Linked DNA regions of Ovis aries: region 1 is linked to region 2. Evidence: chromatin contacts called from public Hi-C data. All regions are on one chromosome and are shown on one strand. Each heading gives the region's core, a stretch centred on a gene start, on an enhancer-like site or on the middle of the called end of the contact. The rest is flanking DNA. Distances are from core to core; before and after follow the strand shown. Region 1 has its middle 64 kb from the start of PDP1. Region 2 has its middle 67 kb from the start of GEM.

Region 1 (6,320 bases), core at 2,254-4,753, 310 kb before region 2:
AGACGGTACAAGGCTTAAGAGACGAGACCACACGTGACCCTTGCCTTCATCCCAGATAGTTAACAGAGCAAATGCAAAAGTAAGTACTCTGCCCAGAGGGGAGAACTCCAATCCATGGACCTTGCTGGCTATATCATGGACAGAGCTGATTACAAGTAAGCTCTGAAGAGAAAGAGAAGACTTACTTATCCAAGAAATATCTGGTGAGCACCAGTCACCTTCATTGTGGAAGAAAGAACTCATGTACATGCCTGCCAAATGTAGTCAGTGACATGCACATAAAAAAAGTCAGCCTTACACACACCCGCACACGTGCACACACACATAGACACACCCTCCAAAATCCAGGGGGGGTTTTATGTCAGGCAAGCCTGTGTCACCTTAGAAAAGTCACTTAATTTCACCGAGCTTTATTTACAATCTTGGAATAACAAGACTCCATCCATAGATTATTAGGAGTCTCAAGCAAGAAAAATGTATATAAAACACCTAATAAAATACATGAGAAGTGCTAAAAATATGATAGCAAATTAAAAGAGAAAATGTTGTGTGAATACAGTTCCAAGCAAGACAAGGCATATCTAGTGACAGCTAGAGAAGGCGATGGCACCCCACTCCAGCACTGTTGCCTGGAAAATCCCGAGGATGCAGGAGCCTGGGGGGCTGCAGTGCATGGGGTCGCTAAGAGTCAGACACTACTGAGCGACTTCACTTTCACTTTTCACTTTCATGCATTGGAGAAGGAAATGGCACCCCACTCCAGGACTGTTGCCTGGAGAATCCCGAGGATGCAGGAGCCTGGTGGGCTGCAGTGCATGGGGTCGTGAAGAGTTGGACAGGACTGAGCGACTTCACTTTCACTTTTCACTTTCATGCATTGGAGAAGGAAATGGCACCCCACTCCAGGACTGTTGCCTGGAGAATCCCGAGGACGGAGGAGCCTGGGGGGCTGCAGTGCGTGGGGTCCCTAAGGGTCGGACACGACTGAGTGACTTCACTTTCACTTTTCACTTTCATGCGTTGGAGAAGGAAATGGCAACCCACTCCAGTGTTCTTGCCTGGAGAATCCCAGGGACAGGGGAGCCTGGTGGGCTGCCATCTCTGGGGTCACACAGATTCGGACACGACTGAAGTAACTTAGCAGCAGCAGCAGCAGCGAAGTGGAATCAACATTTAAAACAACAGCAAAATGCCTTTCTTTTGCCTTCTTTATCATATTTGTGAGAAAAATCTGTTTATGTCTGTGGGTATAGACCACCATGAGAAAAAACTACAGTCTGCGTTCCCAGTCTCAATGACATGATAGGAAATCAGTACTATATACTTGGTGTTTATCATCTACCAGGCACTTTGCATACATGAAGTCATTTTACTTCCCCAGCAATCTCCCATTTTGCAGGTGTGGAAATTGAGGGTCAGAGGCATTGCCGTCTTCCCTGACACTAGGTCCCACAACCAGAATGTGCCAGACTTTGAACTCACACCCAGATGTGCCTGACTCCAAAGCCTGTGCTCTCTGCTGCAGGCCAAATCCCCTCTTTTGGAGGGCATACCTGTGTTTAGGTATGTGGTTTAGGTAATGTGGTTTCTGAAGGGAATTGTTTCAGGTTAAAAGTTATGGGATCTCGCCAGGGGCCTGCAGTGTCTCTTTAAGGACCACCCTAAGTCAGTGGCTTTTTTTTTTTTTTTTTTTTAAAGCAACTGATACATCAAAAGACATAAACCGGAGGGAAGCAGATCATTTCTTGGGAAGGGGATCATTCTTGGGCACAATTAATCAATATGGTTAGTTTATCACTGGAGATTGTACTTGAGAGAAAAACTAAGATGAGATCTTCCAGTAATCACCACCACCTCACTGTCCACTTATTTTTAACATTACTGGTCTATTTTAAAGACTTTCAAATTGCCTAAGGATCAACAGAGATGATCTCGGAGGGCCATATTGGCTCCAGAATTCGATTATCTCACAAGCTCTGCCATACTGGATTCCTTAAGAAAGGTGGAGATGCCCACGCACAGGACTCTGACAGCTCTCGTCTTGAGTTCAGGCTCATGCATATCTAAGAATGGAGAGTCTCTAAGACAGTTCAGGCTAAATGGCTTCTTCCAAGGAAGGAGAGGAATAAACATGTATTAAAGTTTGTTTTGTGCCAAGGAATAGACAAAGAATTTCCCCCTATCAGGGCTAAATTTGACCTTAATACAGTTTAAGAAAAATTCCATCTTCATCATTGGTATTTTTTTTTTAGTGGAAAAATAGAGCCTGAGGTGGGTAGATAGTCATTCATCTGTTTGTCAAAATACTTGAGTAGCTTGAGATGTGACATGCAGACAAAGCTTGGGAGAATTACAGAAAAGAGCTAGGTAAATAGCCAAGAGAACATTTCAGGGCTACAGCGAGATCTCCCAGACACACCTCAGAAAAGAAAGGAATATACAGCTATGCTGAGGGCGGAGGACAGCGTAAATGGGCTTTGTAGGGACACCAGAAAGGTGAGTAAAGCCAGGGGACAAGACACCAGCCAGGAGAGATGACCAAAGTAGTAGGTGTGATAATGACTATAGCTTTCCTACCAGGAGCCAGAACCACGAGCATCAGTCGACCTCTGTGGTATGAATAGGAAATCATGACATCGTTTGCAGCAACATGGATGCAACTAGAGATGATCACACTAAGGAAAGTAACTCAGAAAGGGAAAGACAAATATTATATAATATCACTTACATGCGGAATCTAAACTATGACACAAACGAACATATCTACAGAACAGAAGCAGACTCACGGACATAGAGAACAACTCGTGGTTGCCAAGGGGTGGAGGGTCGGCGGAGAGAAGTATTGGGAGTTTGGGATGAGCAGAGGCAACCCCTTATATATAGAGGTGGATAGATAACCAGATCCTATTGCACAGCATAAGGAATCTATTCAATATCCTGTTAAAAATCATAAAGGAAAAGAAGATGAAAAAGAATATACATGTGTAACTGAGTAGCTTTGCTTTACGGCAGAAATTAACACAACAGTGTAAATCAACTATACATTAAATTTATTTTTTTAAAAAAGAAAGAATGGCATAAACAATTTCCTTCCTGAATACTATGAACAAACACAAAATTACCGTCCGGCAGTGCAAGGGTTAGTCACACAAAGCTTAATCCTACAATTAACACTGAAGTCAAAAGCTGAAGGAAATTAGAAGAGCATCAGTCAGAGCCCCTGGGACGCTGAGAGGGCTCTGGAGAGGCGGCGACAGTTGCCGGCAACAGTCAACAGATGGAGCTGGGGGGCTGCAAACCCCGAGGATTGCAGCGGGGAGCGGCGGGGCGTGTGCGCAGAGGCCCGGCTCCCCGCGGTGGCAATCACACTTCATCAGACGTACACACACCCCTCCCATCCTGCTAACGCGGCCGGAGGACTACGATCGGGGCCCAAGTGGAGCGTGGGCAGCTGCCTGCACAGGGATGTGCGTGGGTCCTACGTGGGCACTGACGCAGCCCCAGGACAAAGCGGCCCTTTTGCTATCTTCAGGCCGGAGGATGTGTGTCATAGAGACCCAGAGGCTGCATGCACCTCACGGGGAACAGGCTTTGGACACAGCAGGAGTCTGTCTCTCATTTTATTTCATTTACTTACTTGTGTACCTCTCACTTAGGAACAATCTGGTCTGTCCAGAACCGGCGTTTTCTCAAAGAAAATGTTTCTGTCCGTAAATGGAAAGAAAATTCAGCTAGAAATGTCCCCACTGTGGTGCCCGACATAACCAGCACGAACTGGTGCCCCAGAGACCAGCCTAAAATCTGGGGGCAGGCTTCGGTGGGAGAGGAGGACAGCCGCTCTGGGCTCCTGAGTGGTTCCCTGGGCCGCACGGGGGGTTAAGCTCTGTGAAGCTGGGAACCCAGTCTGTCTGATCTGACTTATGGTTTTAGCTGCTCTAGCCCTGACATTGTGCCTGGCACACAGTGTGTGTGCAATATCTGACTCTGGGCCGCATTAATCAAATAAATGAAGCTTTCAGCATACAGATCTATACTTAAATCCTGACTCTTAAATCCTGTCAGGGACAATGTTCTGGGCAAGATATTTGACCTCCTCTTGGCCTCTTGGCCATCTTCAGAAATAATGTGCTGTGTTTGTCACTATATTCACAGTGTCTGAAAAAAGATAGCTGCTGGATAAATCTTTTGTGGAAATGAGACCCTGCACCTCAGTTTACTCATCTGTAGAAGAAGTACCATGATATCTACCCAGAAGGATTAACTCTTATGAAGATTAAACGAGGTGATGTATTTAAAGTTCCTGGCACATAAGAAGTGCTGAATAAAGATATGGTAACTTAACAGTTTTTGTTGGCAAACATCTCCACTGCCCTCTGTTACCTTATTCCAGGTAACCCTCAAATGTGAATCTGTCTGCATTCTACCTGTCTTTTCCTACACACCCTCAAACATCTTCGTTTGCACTTAGAGCCATTCGAGGGGTGTCCTGACGGGGAAACCCTGACTAGCGATCATTAGCCACTTCCACACATCATCCACTTCTGCACACAGCTGAAGAACGGCCACTAGCAACCCGAGACAGAGCAAGCAGCCAGTGCTCAACTGCAAAGCAGCTGGCTTCCTGGGAGGCAGGCCCATTCCCAACCATCTCTTTAGCCCAGATGGGGCCCAGAGGGAGAATGCTACAGTCTAGACTCAACCTCTGGAAAGAGCCACAGTGCTAAGTCTCAGGCGCCTCCCTGGTTGGAAAGATGCTCCCAAAACTGATCCTGGCCACAGCCTCCTTGAATTTTACTTGGGAAAGCTGCTAATGGGGGTTTTCCACCTCAGAATTGGAAATCATATATTCACATCTATAGGGGATATATGATTCTAGAAGCTTCATGGAAGGTCAAAACCTCAGGACCATCTAGAAGCTTCCAAAAGGCAGACATCTGCAACTCTAGATGAGAGAAGACCATTTTTCCCCCCAAGGTGCTTAAAAGCAGCTTGGCTTGGAGACTTCTTGAAGAGCCAGTGAATTCTGTGTTTCTGTAAGAAGATGGCACAGAGAAAACCCAACAGCAACATGCCTCCTTGAAGATTGTTCTTCTGGTTGGATGGGATTGAATGAGAAGCGTCTTTTAGGAAAGAGAGAATCTGGATGACCCTGTATTTGTATAATATGATCGTTCTTATCAATTTTATATTTGTATTGCCTACAACTCTGTCAATCAAGTAGACCAGACGCTTTAAAATTCCACATTACACATGGAAAAACTGATATTTAAAAGGTCCAGCTGATTTTCCAGACTTGCATTTAGTTAATAGGCAGACCTGAAATTTGTTTCCATCTACAATGCTTCTGAATGAACTATACAGCCTACCAGCTCCCAGCTATACTTGGAAGACGGTGACTATCAGGATGATGTCTGTCCTCTCCCCCCATAACAGAAACACATAGATTGCTGTGGTTCAGACCTTTCTTATAATGAAATGTCTTTTCCAAATGTTTTCAGAAACACTCAGAAAGTACAGCTTATATAAGTTATATTTGAATCTATTCCCTTTCAACTTCTAATAATTAGTTTCAAATATACAACCATTATTTGCCCTGAATTTGTCTTCTGAAATATATATGAAGAAATGTCACCTTGGAAAATAATTTCCTCTTAAAAAATATCTGAAAAGTTGTCCCCTTTGAAACAATTTGAAACAATTTGGCCCAAGAATGAGTTTTTGGATGGATGAGGGGCACTTCCTCTCCTAAAATACATTTCTTAAAATTGATACACATTTACTTACTTGTCAGTTTTGATGTACACTTGATGAATTTGCTTTGACTGACTTGATTATTTGATTGGTTTATCATCTGGTTAATTTGCAAAGTGAGGTTATAATCACATATTTCTATTTAGAAATAATGTCTCTCAGTGTCAGCTTCTTCGCTCTTGTTTCTTAAGCATTTTTTAAAAAGATTTATTTATTTATTTTTAGTTGCACTGGGTCTTTATGGCTGCACACGAGCTTTCTTCAGTTGCAAAACTGGCAATACCACAGTCTCTACTGTTGGAACAAGAGTATTTGAGAGGCAGCAGTGGATATCTGGAAGGTTTATGGGCTTTGGAATTAGACCTAACTTTGACACCAAACGATTCATTCGAAAAAATCATCCTATCCTGTATGCCCAGCATTGCTATCTCATTTCAGTTCAGTTCAGTTCAGTCGCTCAGTCACGTCCGACTCTTTGCGACCCCATGAACTGCAGCACACCAGGCCTCCCTGACCATCACCAACTCCCGGAGTCCACCCAAACCCATGTCCATTGTGTCGGTGATGCC
Region 2 (6,242 bases), core at 1,497-3,996:
GACAAGCCAACAGAACTTATAGACCATTAGAGTTCAGCAAGATCAACAGGCCTGAAGCAATGACCTTTCCATGCACCGGTAACAAACAAGCAGCCAGAGCAATTTTTAATATGTTTTCCACAAAAAAATAAATACCACCTATAACAGGAACTGGGCTTCCCAGGTGGCACAGCAGTAGAGAATCCGCCTGCCAATGCAAGAGACGCAAGTTCAATCCCTGGGTCAGGAAGATCCTCTGGAGTAAGAAATGGCACCCCACTCCAGTATTCTTGCCTGGGAAATCCCACGGACAGAGGAGCCTGGTGGACTACAGTCCAAGGGGTCGCACAGAGTCAGACACAACTGAGCAACTAAGCATGCACGCATACCAAGGACTAAATCTATCATTTGTGTGCAATATTTCTGTGGAAAAGGCTATAAAACAATACCAAATGATACAAAACACAATTGAAGGATTAAATAAATGGAAACAGATTGATGATATTCATAGGTGGGGAGCCCCCATATCTTCAAGAGAGCAAGTCTTCCAAAATGAATCTAGGAAAGTTAGTGCAAACCCAATCAAAATACCAAGACTGTTCTCTGCATCTTGACAGCTAATTCAGAAATTTATAGGAAAAGAAAAGGGCCAGAAGTAGCCACAGCATTCTGAAGTACACATCTGAGTATTAAGCTGTAGTGATTAATAGCGCTTAGGACAAGGACAGCCAAGTATATCCATGAGCTATCACAGAAACAGAATCATAAATATAAAAACTTGATATTTTCAAAGACAGCACTAAAAATCATGGGGAAATTATCAACTAACATGTAAACAGTATTGGAATAAGCAGTGATCCTTAAGAGGGGAAAAAAGCCTAGACCCTGATTAAACAGCATATATAAAAACAAATTCCAGGTAGATTAAACGCTTCAAATGTGAAAAGGAAAATGTTAAAGCTTTTACACTAAAATATGGAAGAATATATTCATGACTTTCGGGTAAAGAAGGATTTTTTAACCAAAATACAAGAAGTCATAAGGAAAGATTGAATTTAAAAACCTCTGTACAACCGAATCACTTTGCTGAAACAGCTAAAACTAACACAACATTGTGATTTAACTATATTCCAATAAATTTAAAAATAAAATAAAAAATACTTATTGAGCTAAATGATGCAAAGTTAAAAAAAAAAAAAAGAAACCAAAAACCTCTGTACATCAAAGCATGTGCTAAGTCGCTTCAGTTGTGTCTGACTCTTTGCAACCCTATGGACTGTAGCCCACCAGGCTCCTCTGTCCACGGGATTCTCCAGGTAAGAATACTGGAGTGGGTTGCCATGCTCTCCTCCAGGGAATCTTCCTGAGCCAGGGACTGAACCCACATCTCCTGTGTCTCCTGCAGAGCAGATGCATTCTTTACCACTGAGCCACTCGGAAAGCTCACATCAAAGCATTCTAGTAACAAAATGACAATACAAACTACTTCAAAGAAGATAATTTGACATGCAACTGCACAAGATTAGTGTTCAGAATATGTTAAAGGTTCATAAAAACAAGTAAAACAGAAAGTTCAGTGTTTAAAGTGGACAATTATCAGCGGAAATAGTCAATTAAAATATGACCATATATTCAATTCCACCTGTAGTTAAATACAATTTCACTGAGATACAATTTCAATTCCACAGAGACTGGCAAAAACCACTTGGAGAGTAATTTTTCCATAAGGATGGAATAGCTTATAGCTGAGCAACTCCATCTTTTAGACAAAGTCTTGCTCAGGTATCTAAAGAGACATGAGCAAAAATAAGTTTGGGAGCTTGTTTATAGAGGGAAAAAAAATAGAAACAACCTACCTGTTCATCATAGGATAAACAACGAATAGTGATATGTTTACTCTATGAATATCACTCAGCAATTACAGTGAGAAACCAGAGCAACTTGTATCAGCATGGATAATTTTTTTTAAATATGTAGAGTAGGAGGAATAGATTGAAAGAATACTCACAGTGCTACAACACTTAAAGTTTTATAGCCCACAAAACAATACTTAAAAAAACTTTATGGAAAAATTCTGGATATCAATCATTTCTGAGAAGAGGAATGAGGTCAGAGCAGGGTTCACTGTATTTGTTGGATTTTGTTTCTCTTTTTAAAAATTCATTTCTATTTTTTAATGTAGATTTTATTTCTTAATGAAAAAACATCTAAAGAGACCCAGCAAAATGTTATGATAGTGAAAGCTGTGTGATATGTAGAGGTAGCTACTACTAAATTGTACTATATACCTTTTTTGTATGTTTAAAGTATTTCATAATTTTAAAAACAAAAAGGTGGTATAAACAGGTACCGGGGCAGAAGTAATGTTGAGGAAAAAGACCCAGGTGATCAGTCATTAAAGAATGAAGACACGTGAATGCACTCGTAACTAGGCAGGCTGGTGAAAGGAACAGGATGGGTTGAACAGAGAAGACTCAGATATCACATGGAATAGCACGTCTTTCACAGGGTCTAGTATGGAAAAAGGGGCAAGCAGCCGATTTATCGACAATAAATTTAAGTCCCATTATTTCACTCATAGGAGAGGTTTCCCCAGTCTGGGAACCATCAGAGTTATTTACACAGGTATAAGTTAATCAGCTCTGCCGGCTCAAGTAAAGAGATTTCTGTTGATCAAGATTTCTGCTCACAGCCATGGGGCATGGCAAACTGCAGTTGATGGCAAAGCACTCTGAAATCTCTGAGTCAGCGGTGAAGAAATACACCGTGGCAGTGCTGCCAGGAGGACACTGGATTCTGTTCTGGCTGCTGGGGATTCGTTCCAAGGGAGACACCCGGAATCATCTCTGAGACAGAAAGAACCTGATCCAATCTAATCATCAGAGCACTTCGTGTTCTGAGCAGAAGCAGATGAAGCTCTGAATCCCAGGAGAAGGGCTTATCTCCTTCAAAGAACACCCTCCTCTCCACTCTATCCCCACAATTCAAGTTTGGTATTGTCTAAAATCATCTTGCCAGGATATGTTTATGTTTCCAAGTTTCCATGGATTTTTATCTACATTATAAAAGTGTACTCCAAACATCAGTTACAGTTGCATTTTTTTTTTTTAATTTACTGAGATAGAAAATAATGCTGACCCATCCTGAAAACCTAAAACACGAAATGATCCCATCGGCACTTTAAGCAAAGTAGAAAATCCTGTGCTGTTTTATGGCAATTTTGTGTCCAGCTAGCAGTTCTCAGATCAGTTCAGTTCAGTTCAGTCTCTCAGTCGTGTCCGACTCTTTGCGACCCCATGAATTGCAGCACGCCAGGCCCCCCTACTTACAGCCCAAGAAACAACGGAATCATAGCATCTCAGATAAGAAGAAACTTATTTTACTCTCCAGAGAAAACAAGTAAACGTTCCTCCAAGATGTAAGAAATCTCAGAACCATTGACATTGTTTTACTGAAGATTTGGAAAAACTTAGGCACAAAACTAAGCCTAAGGTGTCAGCTCAAAAGAACAAAACATTCAACAAGGATTTGGGAATAAAAACAGATGTGGGCCATTTTTCAGAAAGACTGTATTTAAGTAGCTGCAAATTGGGGTTTCTTAATGTAATTAATAAAGAGTCTGAGTTATTAGAAAATGTTCAAAGATTGATGCAAAAAGAAGAAAACAGGGTCAGGGACAAGCATACAGAGGGAGGGAGACAGAGAGAAGAAACTGTCCCAGCCAAGAAGATATAACCAGGCTACCTACCAATATTAAAAAATTATAGTGATTTTCCAGAGTGATAAAATCTTTTCCATTTTTTCTTAAGACATTTGTATTACCATTAAAATGGACTAAATAGAGAATGAATAACTAAAAAACAATGTCAATGGCTATATGTAGCTTTATAAGCAAAAACTAAAATTAATGGAAAAGAGCAGAACACCAAAAACAAGTCAGTACAAATTTTAAGCAAAATGGGTGAGCTTTCCATTCATATGTCAAGATTTATTACAAAGTTATGTAAATTGAACAAACATAGTATTTATTCAGGGTTAAGCTAACAAACCAACAAAAAAGAATACAGAATGCAGAACTTCTCCATGCACGCTGGAAACTTCAGCTGTGACCTAGGTGACATGACATTCTGAGTGCACGCTCAGTCGCTCAGTTGTGTCCAACTTCTTTGCGACTCTACGGACGGCAGCCCTCCAGGCTTCCCTGTCCATAGGGTTCTCCAAGCAAGAACACTGGAGTGGGTTGCCATTTCTTCCTCTAAGGGATCTTCCAACCCAGAGATCGAACCCGGGTCTCCTGAGTCTCCTTCATTGGCAGGTGAATTCTTTTAACACTGAGCCACCTGGGAACCCCTTGCATTCTAGTTTCGAAGGGATAAATTTGTTCAACAAATATTATTAGGACAATTAATTATGCAATCAGGAAAAAACACATAGATTCCTATCTTACATCCCTTACAAAAATATATTACAGGCGAATTAAAGACCTACATGGAAATCATAAAACTTAAAACTTCAGGTGGGGATTTCCCTGGTGTCCAGTGGCAAAGACTCCACACTCCCAAGGCAGGGACCCAGGTTCAATCAGAGAACCAGATCTCACATGCAGCAACTAAGAGTTCTCCTGCCACAACTGAAGAACCCACACGCCACAACAAAGATCGGGGATCCCACATGATGCAACTGGGACCTGGCACAGTCAAATAAACAAATAAAAACTTCAGCAGAAATTATAGAATCTCTTGATGACTTCAGGACAAGAAAGAATTTCTTCAATAAAGGAACAAATAAGCAAACAAAATCACAAACTCTGAAAGAAAATACAAATTTGGCTACTTTAAAACTTAAGAATTATATAAATAAAGAAAAAAAGATTGCGAAGAAGTTACACTTGTAATGCAAACAACTGACAAAGGATTAGTGACCAACCAAAATATTAAATTAATATTAAATATAAGTAAAGTTAATGTTAAATAATTAAATCAACCTGAGTATTTTCAACCTTAAATATCAGTAAAAGAAAAACAATACGGAAATGGACACTGTGATAAAAAGGAAATGCACAGAAGAGGAAATACAAATGTCCAATTAAGAATATGGAAGGCTTCCAGTTCACGATGGCAGAATAGAAGGACGAGCATCCCACAGAGCACCAAAATCGTAACTAGCTGTTGAATGACCATTGACAGGAGGACCCTTGAGTCAGTTTAGTCGCTCAGTCATGTCCGACTCTTTGCAACCCCATAGACTGCAGCATGCCAGGCTTCCCTGTCCATCACCATCTCCCAGAGCTTGCTCAAACTCATGTCCATTCCCCAAACTGGCAAAATAATTTTAAGACTCATCCAGAAAAGTAATTGACAGAATATAAGTAACAAAAGAAACATTAAAAAAAAGAGGTACTATAGGGAGGTCTGATCTACTAAATATTAATAAATCTTGTAAATCCATAGTAATTAAAATACTTTGTCTAAGTTCAAGAGCAGATAAATCAATTCAAAACACAAAAAGTCCAGAAATAAACCTATAATATATAAATGGCATATCATATCAATTGGCAGGAAATTAATTATTTAAGTGTAGTTATAATTGGCCAACTTAAAAAATTTGTTTTTTTCTAAAATTTAGATTCCTGATTCATGCTTATAATTTGGATGCTTCCCACCCAAATTATAGATGAAAGAACCTGCAGAAATGAAAATAGGCATTTTTTAATCTGCATGTGCATGCTCAATCACTTCAATCACGTCCAACTCTTTGCGACCCCATGATCATAACCCGCCAGACTCCTCTGTCCATGGGATTCTCCAGACAAGAATACAGGAGTGGGTTACCATGCACTCCTCCAGGGGATCTTCCTGACTCAGGGATTATTAAACTGGCGTCTTTTATCTCTCCTGCACTGGCAGACGAATTCTTTACCACTTAGCGCCACCTGGGATGCCCCATCTTTGAATCTAGGTATTAATAAAATCTACTGTTTTAGCATAAATATCTGCATGCTCAAATAACATATGGCAGAAGAATAAATAAATGAATGAGACAGACCTAGAGCCTCTTATGGAAGAAATGAAAGGGGTTATCTCGCATTCTGTTATTTGTCTTATTTGTTTCTTCACTTAACTCACATAAATTGCACACTTGCTTGGTGCCATCAATATCTCAGGGTATAGGCATTATTGAAAGCTTAACATGTCCTTCTAGGTCTATCATATTTCTCCTGTTACAGGGCTCCATCCAGATGCAACGTTGGGTTAGATCTCTTA

What was found. Hi-C and Micro-C count contacts between places; a contact is called where the count stands out from the background.
Region 1: a Hi-C map of tail adipose tissue shows a contact between it and region 2, with 9 times the contacts expected there. The contact joins two enhancer-like sites. A contact is called at or near these places in 8 of 16 Hi-C or Micro-C datasets (hypothalamus, liver, mesenteric adipose tissue and 4 more).

What each region holds. Positions count from the first base shown.
Region 1 is chr9:83,212,109-83,218,428 of ARS-UI_Ramb_v3.0, reverse strand. No RefSeq gene overlaps it. Among named protein-coding and RNA genes, the nearest start is that of PDP1, 64 kb to the left of the region's middle. Within about 2 kb of position 3,503, at least 17 of the 54 cell types and tissues checked have an H3K27ac peak or open chromatin away from gene starts, as enhancers often do.
Region 2 is chr9:82,897,720-82,903,961 of ARS-UI_Ramb_v3.0, reverse strand. No RefSeq gene overlaps it. Among named protein-coding and RNA genes, the nearest start is that of GEM, 67 kb to the left of the region's middle. Within about 2 kb of position 2,746, at least 6 of the 54 cell types and tissues checked have an H3K27ac peak or open chromatin away from gene starts, as enhancers often do.